Linked DNA regions of Macaca mulatta: region 1 is linked to region 2. A link is a contact called in public Hi-C data. All regions are on one chromosome and are shown on one strand. The core of a region is the stretch at or near the end of the contact, and the rest is flanking DNA. Distances in the headings are between cores, read along the strand shown.

Region 1 (5,232 bases), core at 1,005-3,504, 64 kb before region 2:
AAGAGTTTGCATCCAAATCACATACCCTAACAGAAGTTCTCCTTATGAATTAGCAATGCTATACCAAAGGAAAGTTGTCTTTTCACCATAAACTATGCAAAACACCTGACTTAATTTGAGATTTCATTCCCAAACATCTGAAGATTTAAATTTCATGCCTGCTTGTGTTGCTTGCAGGATCACTCTGGTCAGATCATTTAACCTTCTGGTGGCCTCTGTGTCCTTACCTCTAAAATCAAGGGCGTAGGAGGATTTTCTCTTGCGGCTTTAACATTCTTTGAATCTGATCAATGGAAGATGGAAGAAAAAAGTTCTTCCAACCCTGGTCTATCAGCTGCTATACTGAAGGTCCACAAAATGAAGTTTTACGTATTTTTTTCAGATTATGTATCAATTTCAGTTATATATTTGTTTCTTCAATATTTTTGGTGATAATCTAAAATGGAGGTTTCATCAGTCTACAAGCACTGGGTTCATATTATCTTTTCCTTATTTCCTTTGCCGTTAGTTTCATTACTTTGATTTTTTTGTTTATTATTTTTTAAATTGACAACTAAAAATTGCACTCCGGCCTGGGTGACAAAGTGAGACTCTGTGTCAAAAAAAAAAGCAATTTATTGTCTACAGTTAATTTACTTTACTGTTAGTGAGTGAGCCAGAATAGCCAGTATATATACTGTAAGTATATATACTTACAGTGTACCACATGATGTTTTGATGTCAGTATACATTGTAAAATGGCTAATCAAGGAACTAACCTATTACCTCACATATTAATTTTTTTGTGGTGAGAGCACTTAAAATCTAATCTTAGCAATTTCCAAATATACAATACATTGTTATAAATATAGTCATCATGCTGTACAATAGATCTCTTGAGCTTGTGCCTCCTGTCTAACTGAAATTTTGTATAGCTGTGTTACTTTTAATATTAAATGTGGATTCTGTAAAATCCCAGTTTTTACAAAATGTGTTAGGAGTAACATAATAAGAGCCTCAAAAAATAATTTTTCAGAAAAAAAGCTGTTTATTTACCTAGGAATTTTATTTAAAATACATATGTTCTTTGAAATGAAAGAAAAGTTAATGTTTCTCCATTTATTCTAATTTACAAATTAAGCTGTAAAAGAAAGCCACAATAGAAATTGCATAAATTACCTGTAAGAATCAGCCAATTTTTACCACATACTTTCATTTGGTACACCTTAGGTTTCCTCATGTTTCCACTCACATACTACCATTACATGAGGTTTTACTTTTTTTTTTTTTTTTTTGTCTTTGAGCCCTTCAAGTGAAGTTACCATTGAAAATCAAACAACACCTCTCCAGTGTTATAAATTAAATACCATGTAATTTAATATCATACACCTGCTTTTCTGTATCAGCCTTTCATTAATTGTAAGTACAAACACCAAAATAATTGTTATCAAGCCCCACAGTAGTTTTTAACTTCAGTTTTCAACTGAATTCTCATTATCCCATACTTTTAAACAGAAAAAAGTTTTAGTACATATATTCCCTGGAAGTAATTCTAATCTGCTCCAATAACTAAATAGCTGAGGCTTCTGGGTTAGATATGGTTATCTTCTACTGTTCAAAGTGTTAATACAAAATATGAATGTTAAATTTTATATAACATTATTACAAAATTACATTGATAACATGAAATCAGAACAACATTCCTTCCCGAGTACCTAGTACTTACCCACAAGGCATTGTAGATTTCTTTTCATTTAAAGAGTGGATAATAATCTTGGAGTAGATAACAATGAAAACCTAGAAAAAAGAAAACCTGCGTCCTGTTTTTATTGAGTCAAACAAGCAGAAATTTGATTGGAAAGTCCCATTTCGTATATTACACTTGGTAGTATTTTCTTCTAATGAAAAAATAAAGCCCTTGTGCCACCACCTTGACATGTACTTAAATGTTTACCCAAATCACTTAGGCATTGCTTCTCAAACTTGGCTGCACAGCAGAATTGCCTGGAGGGTTTTTAAACACGCAAATGCCTGTGTCTCACTCCCTGAAATTCTCCTTTAATTGGTACAAGGCAGGGCTATTCTAGGAACTATTTTCTATCCCTTGGTAATTAGCCATCTGTATAGTATTTTTAACTTTCTACGTGTTATCAACTGTAAGACTGTTTGGATTGTCAGGTCTTTGTGGTGAGCTGAATTCTGCATGGCAGTGCTTAGTGTGCAGAAAGGTTGCAGTGCCTCACTTTGCCTTAATCCATGTTCCTCTAACTTCCTTACTCTTTCTCTCAGAGGAGGCAAGTGGCTGTGGCGGCAACAGCGGTGGCTGATCGTCACTGAAAATACCAAAGAAAAGAACTGAGCTGCCACCTTCATATTTTTTCCATTAAGGACTAATTTACCGTGCTTTTTCATTTTCTCTACATCCTGCAAAAGGTTTTTTTTTTCTCTCCTAAGAAACAAACTATGAACTTATTGTTGAAAAAAAGAAGTAAGTTTTAGCACAGCTTCTCTGTCTCTTTGGGACAAGTTAGAAAATTCTGAAGTGATCCGAAGCATAGTAAGTGCTTTCTTTCTTTTTAAGCTACTTCTGGGGAGGGAGGAGGCTATTGTAATGGTAAATTTCACTCCGAGAGGAAGAAAGGGTTGATAATCAATCAAAAATGAGGTATTCCTTTGAGTATTTGTTATTTTCTTACTATATTGTAAGATGCTTTTAATTTTCTCTGTAAAATAGGCAGAAATGGTTTTAGTGTGTGTATGTGTGAAATAAAAGCTCAAAAAAGCAATCTTCACAGTGCCACTGAAGGAAGTTTTTACGAACGGAGTAGAGATGTATACCACTTGGGGGCTTCAGTGAAAACCCAGAATTCCTGAAGGAAGATTTACATTCAGAAATATTGAAGTGAAAATTCCTTCTGGTTCAGCATCTTGGAGTTCAGCTTGGAAGAACATTTTATGTATGGAAGAATTTGCTTCTCCAAACCTCTCTTTTGGCCATTGTGTATCCTGAAGGATGGGACAATTTGTGCTGTAGAAGCACTGCTTGCCTGAATTTGCTTCAGGCATTTTAAATTTAACTTGAGGGATCATGTGTTGGCATGATGAGGACCACTGAAAACTTCCACAAGCCTAGTGCCACATTAAACTCTAACACGACCCCCAGGGGAAGGTACATTTATCTGGAGGCATTCCTGGAGGGAGGAGCTCCCTGGGGTTTTACTCTGAAAGGTGGCCTGGAGCACGGAGAACCATTAATCATCTCTAAGGTATGTTTCTTTTTCCAATATTCCTTTTATTCAAATTGTTGTTTTCAACTTGTCAGATTTGTCAAAAATGCAAAATAATGATAACTGCCTTAATATAACTTAATTTGCTGTTTCATGCCTTTCTGATTATCTGGAAATATTTTAGATAGCCTGGTATTTGAAAGAAAAATGTGTCTAGCTCATTTATTCTGTGAAATCCCAAGAAAAATGTGCCTATTTGATGGATAATCTTCTCTTTTGTGAATGAAATCGCATACAATCAGTTACCACATGAGCTTTTCAGTTATAAATCAGATTAAAGATTAATAACATGGTTAAGATGGTGGCATGGTATATATTTGTGCATACAAAAATATCTGCTTTTTCTTTCTTTAACTGAAAACAGCATCTAAAAATATTTTAAATTTGCTTATAATTCTGGATAATAGATTGCGTAAATACCATGTGTTGCTTTTTTTCCCCACACTCAGAAAGGAGAATTAAATCAGCTTTCAGTATAACTCAAGATCAAAACATTTCTACCTCTCTTATTTATCTGTATATTTGAATCCCTTTTTAAACCTTAGTCATCTTGCAGCATATCTCAATTCTTCATTTATCTTTTGGTGTGGGTAGTCATACCAATGAAATTTTTATGTACTAGGGTTAATATTTTTATTTTTCTCTTAAACTACAGATTAACATTACTTGTTATAATACTGCTTTTACATTTTTAGAATATTTAATAGTCTGATACAACAGATTATAATGGCTTTTCACACATGTGCATTCATCAAGAAACATTTGTAATTAAGGGAGAAAAAATTTCTAGTTTGAGGGTGAGAAGAAGGTAATATGGATTGCATTTGAGCTCTGTTATCGGTTCAGGTTATTTTTCATATCCCCAGAAATAATTCCAAAAGGTAATTTTTCAAATTACTGAAGTAATTCTTACTGTGGATGAGCCAGGGAGAACTGAGTTTCACAGAGGTAAGCCACGAGTGCACAGGACACCATTGTAAGTTGTATGACTTTTCCTTAACTTTCTTAAGTAAAATGAAAGGATGTGCATAAGTGTGTGTCAGTTAGGAAGCCCTCCCTCTGTGAAAAAATTCAAAACCAAGTTTATAGAGGCTCTCGGTAAATTGGGGTTTGTTTTTCTCATATTACAAGAAGTTTGGAGGTAGATTTTACAGGCAAGGAGAGCAGCAGCTCAATAATGTGATCAGGGACCCCGCTTACCTCTCCACTCTGCCATTCTTATGATGTTGGCTTTGTCTTCATGGTTGCGTGATGGATCCCACGACTCCAGCATTGCCTCTTCATTCCAGACAGGTTTTTGGCTTTTTGTTTCTCATTAGACCTTTGCTTACATCTCATTAACCAGAACTGTACCCTATGCCTATCTTTAGGCCAATCACTGGCAAAAAATGCCAGTGATTAATACAGACTGATTAGGATTTCTTTCACAGGTTCTGCAATAAGGACTTACTCTTCCTGAAGTCAAGGAATCGTTGGCCACTGTTTGAATGATTTGAGGTTCTTTTTGCGTAAGAAAGAGGGCATGGTTGCTGCATAACAACTGAGAATTCTGCAATGAACATAAATATTGTCTCGGCATTTAAAAAGTCTAGTTGTACACAATTTGGCCCTTAATGATGAAATATTCTGTATCTATACACTACAGTATTTGACAGTTTGCTGTCAGAAAGGTCTAATCCTGCCACGAATGAGCCAGCTTCTCTAAGCCTCCATTTTACCTGCAGAATGGAGCTATTCTACTATCTACTTTAATGGGTTGTGTTTAAATACAACCATGCATTTAGCTTAGTGCCTGGTATGTAGAAGGAGCTCAAAAAAAATCTTAGCAAAGATTATGATTATTGCTTTTCATTATTCTAGCAGACATGTGTAGTAGGAGATGAGTCTGGCTGCTGTAAAGAGATCCAAAATAACAAAAATGTAGTAATTTATATCTCTAACGTAATAATCTGAGCATAAGCCAAAC
Region 2 (4,788 bases), core at 518-3,017:
CCCTGGCCAATGTGAGGACTTTGGCTTTTCCTCTGAGTATGATGGGAAACCCCTGGATGGTTTTAGCAGGGAAGCAATGCAATTTGAAGTAATCAGCCCTCTCCTTCCGTGTCAATTCTAGTTTGTTCTCTTGCCTCTAGTCATGCAAAGTTGTATTTCCCTGGGTTGTGAGACAGAAAAATCTAATTCTATATCATAGATATATCAGAGATAGGCTGTTGCTTTGGGCAGGTTTTTATTTCATGTTTGTAGATTAAGAGTTTGAACTTTCAGTTCCCAGGGAGTTCACACAGATGGGGTGACTGCTTTGTCCTGATTGCAATTGTCATGCTGTATGCCTGCTTTCCTAGAACTGAACTGAGGCTCAGATGGATAGATGGCTCAAGGAAGATAGATTAACAGAGAGAGGGAGGGAGAAAGAATCGATTAAATGGATGGATGGAAGGATGGATGGATGGTTAGATTAACAGACAAATAGATGGATGATGATAGGAGGAAGAGAGAGAGATCGTCCTCTTTGAGGCAGTGTATAAGGAGGACTGGTTGACTTTTTCTTTCTTTGTGAATCACAGAGTTTAGAAGTTGTATGGTTTCATTAATGCTACCTTAATTAATGCCCCCTTAATCATCAAATATATTCTATTTTGACAAAATAGAAACTGAATCCCTTCTTATCTCCCAAAGGCAATGGGAAGGCTAGAGAGAGCTGGCACTGTGCTATTACGAGCAGATGAGAGGCATATTTGCTGAATAATGAGAGTAGCTAACAGTACTGAACTTTGCCCTTTTGGTGTGGGACTCTTTCTTTCCTGAATGTTCAATAATGTCTGGCTCTTTTCCTATGTGTTCTGGTTTTATGCAAACACAAATTACACTCTCGTTGATTTCACTGTAACCCATGAAATTGAAGAAGGAGAAATTTGAGTCCTATAGAAGGCAGTTTCACCAGTCCTGCCTCTTGGATTTATGTGATGGAAACTGAGAACAGCTGTATTTTTCTAACCAATTTCATGGAAAAAAGAAGTGTCCGCAGCAGTAATCAGCACAGGCACATGATAGGAACAGACAGCGATGCTTCTTTAAAATCATACATTCTAGAGCTGGAAGCCATCTGAGAGAGCATCCAGTTCTCCCTCATTATATAAATAAAGGAAGTAACTAAAGCTCAGAGGTACCTGTTCACAACACTTGAGTATATACTAATTATGGAAAGCAACATGGCATCACAGAAATACCACAGGCCTTGTGGAAGTCTGTGTGGGAATCATAGCTCTGCCACTTCCTAGCTGCTGTGGCCTTTGGCCAAATTATATTATCTCTTTGAGCCTTCTCTCATCTGTCCCTACTTCATGGGCTGGTTGTAAGAATTACATGACTTAAAATATAAAGCCCTGACACAAAGTAGATAGTTAATAAATAGTAGTTATGATTAGCTCCATTTTGTTGCCAGTGACAATACAGAATAAAAACCATCTCAGCAAATACTTAGTATAACAATAGGATTTTAAAATGTCAACCAATGGCAAACTTGTTTGAAGTAACTTTCAATATACTGAAATTCAATATAATTCAGGGAAACAAACATATTTATATAAAATATTGTGCTATACACTAGAGTTAGTTCAAAAATAAGAACAAGATCTGGATTCTGCTTTCAAGGAAGTGAGAGTAGACATACACACTGGACTGCCTTTCAGTGAGGGCTGTGGAACTGGCCACTGAGGAGGAGGGGACGTGGGTCTCTGGGTGCACAGAAGAGGTTCTTCCTGGACGAGGAGCTCAGGGAAGTCTTCATGGAGAAAGTGACATTCGAGAGGTTTTTAGAAGGGTCTAGAAAAACAGATTGAGGGACATTCTTGTGGAAGGGGGCCCCTTAATCACAAATACAAAGTATATTTAGATTTAACCAACTCCTCTGTTCAAATGAGCATGGGATATGTGAAGGGCAAAGCTTAAAATAAAAATGATAGCTACCATTTGTGAAATTCACTCATGTATTCACTCTTTTGCTTGTTATACAACTCTGTGAGATAGATTATTATCTCCATTTTGCCGACGAGGAGACTGAGGCATGGGCAGGTTAAATGTGTTGCCTAAAGGCCTCACAGATGGTAAGCAGTACCAAACTTCAACTCAGGTCATCTGACTCCAGAGTCCATGCTCCAGTTTGGACATTAGACAGTGAGCTTGACTTTTTCCGCTAGCTGCTCCAGATCTATACCCTCCTCTTCTCCCTGCCGCTCGGGGCCCCAGGGAGCTGAGCTGTGTGGGCTCTGTCAGCATGCTGCCTTGGCCCTGGTTTCCCGTCATAATAATGGAGGGAAATGGGAGATGGGGCCTCAGGTTTGCCAGGGCTGCATCCCTCTGTTAGAGGACACAGCTTCTGTTGGCCAGCCGCTCCTACAACTACAGGTCTTCCTGTATTGCAAAATTCTTCTGTCTCCTTGTCCTAGGACAGCTAATGCTAGCCTCAGAATGTTTCACCATCTCTTGTTGGTTCCTTTAACCCTGTCCCTGTCTCAGTGAAGATCGGAATTTGGGTGTTATGGGATAATCTTGTGTTCAGCTTTAGTAGATCCTGCCAAGTAGTTTCCCAAAGTGGTTATAACATTTTTTTTTTCGTTCTAGCAGTGTAAGAAAGTTCTAGTTGCTTCCCCCTTTTGCCAACTCTCAGTATTTTCTGTCCTTTTCTTTTTAGCCATTTTAGTGGGTATATAGTAGTATCTCACTTGTGATTTCAGTTTTCATTTCTCTGAGAACTACGGAAGTTGGATACCTTTTCATGTGTTCTTGGCCATTTGAATATCTTTGGTAAAGTATCCAAATCTTTTGCCCTTTTTCTTTCTTTCTTTTTCTTTTCTTTTCTCTTTCTTCTCCCTCTCTCTCTTTTTTTGTTTTTGAGACAGTGTCTCTCTATTGCCCAGGCTGGAGTGCAGTGGAGTGATCACAGCTCACTGTAACTTCAAACTCCTTGGCTCAAGAGATCCTCCCACCTCAGCCTCTGTAGTGGCTGGAACTACAAACACACACCACCACACTTGGCTAATTTTTAAAATTATTTTGTAGAGATGGGGGGTGGTGAGTCTTGCTACTTGCTCAGGCTAATCTTGAGCTCCTGGCCCTCCAGAAATCATCTTGCCTCAGCCTCCCAAAGTGCTGGGATTACAGGTATGAGCAACTGTGCCTGCCTTTTTTGCCCATTTTTAAATTAGATTGTCTTTTCTTACTGGTTTATGAAGTTATTTATAGATTATGAGTAAAGTCCACTGGCAGAGATATGTATAACAAATATCTTCATGCTGAGGCTTGCCTTTTCATTCTCTTAATCATATTATATCTTTTGATGAAGGGATGTTCTTAATTTTAATGTACTCTATAATTTTGTTTCTTTATGTTACTATTTGTAAAAATAATAAGAAATACACATATTGCTCTTGGCCCACAGTCCCTGATACAGAGATCTTAAAACACTTGTAATTTCCTAAGCAATAAGGATGCTGGGAGAACCTTTTGTTCTAATATTCGACCTTTGACTCTGGTTCCTGACTTTTAAAGTCCTTAGGAATTTTAGAGCTTTTAAGGTCCTTAGGAATTTCCTGGGCAGTAGGAGCATCTTTTAATAAGGTAGCTCTTGGTGGACTCCTGGATGGGAACTGGTCACCATAAAGACTAAGCCATAATTATAGGCTGGGGTCTTTCAGCCCTTACCCCCAACTTGCCACAGTTCTCCAGAGAAGGGAAAGGAGCTAGAAATAAAGTTAATCATTGATCATGTCTACATGATAAAGCCTCCATAAAAATTCCTGAACTATGGGATGCAGAGAGCTTCTGGGTTGGCAAACACATCTGCATGCCAGCTGGGTGGTACACCCCAACTTCATGGGCATAGGAGCTCCTGCACATGGGACCCTTTCAGACCTCGCCCTATGTATCTTTTCATCTGGCTGGTCTTCTGTATCCTTTATTATACCCAGTAAACATAAGTAAAGTATTTCTCTGATGCTATGGGTTGAATGTTTATCCCCTCCAAACCTTATGTTAAAACTTAATCCCCAACATGGCAGTATTGAGAAGTGGGGTCTTTAAGAGGTCTTGAGGGCTCTACCCTTGTGAATGAATTAATCCATTGATAGATTAATAGGTCAATGGATTAATGGGTTATCACGGTACTGAAACTGGTGGCTTTATAAGAAGAGGAAAAGAGACTCAGCTCTCTGGCATGTGATGCCCTGTGCCATCTCGGAACCCTCCAGAGTCCCCACCAGCAAGAAAGCCCTCACCAGATGCAGCCCCTATACCTTGGGCTCCTTAGCTTCCATAACTGTAAGAAATAATTTCCTTTTCTTTATAAATTATGCAGTTTCAGATATTCTGTGATAAGCAACAGAAAATGCACTAAGACCCCTGAGTTCTGTGAGGCACTCTAGCAAATTAATCAAACCAAAGTGGCGGTCATGGAAATCCGATGGATCGCTGGTTGTTCAGAAGCAGAGGCCACATCCTGTGCTTGTGACTGGCATCTGAAGACAGGACAGTATTGCGGGACTGAACCCTCAACTTGTGGGACCTGACACTATCTCCAGGCAGATAGTGACAGAATTCAATTGAATTAGAGGACACTTAGCTCGCGTCCACTGTGGAATCTGCCAGAGAATTGCTTGGTGTGTGGAGAAAATTCCCCACACTCTGGCATCAGAAGTGTTGAACGACTGTGTCAGAGTAGAGATTCGAAGAACCATTGGTTTTACCTATATCCTTACATGGCTTTGTATGGTTTTTAAAAAGGCA

The links. Hi-C and Micro-C count contacts between places; a contact is called where the count stands out from the background.
Region 1: a contact with region 2 is called in a Hi-C map of cortical neurons, with 9 times the contacts expected there. The contact joins the promoter of SHROOM3 here to the enhancer-like site in region 2. A contact is called at or near these places in 7 of 14 Hi-C or Micro-C datasets (blood, cortical neurons, fetal cortex germinal zone and 4 more).

The regions. Positions count from the first base shown.
Region 1 is chr5:57,378,758-57,383,989 of T2T-MMU8v2.0, reverse strand. It overlaps SHROOM3 (shroom family member 3), which reads left to right and starts at 2,254. Exons shown (of 11, transcript XM_078003460.1): 1 at 2,254-3,245. The coding sequence starts at 3,078.
Region 2 is chr5:57,314,245-57,319,032 of T2T-MMU8v2.0, reverse strand. The region is part of intron 1 of SHROOM3 (shroom family member 3); the gene reads left to right. Among named protein-coding and RNA genes, the nearest start is that of SHROOM3, 65 kb to the left of the region's middle. Within about 2 kb of position 1,767, at least 4 of the 40 cell types and tissues checked have an H3K27ac peak or open chromatin away from gene starts, as enhancers often do.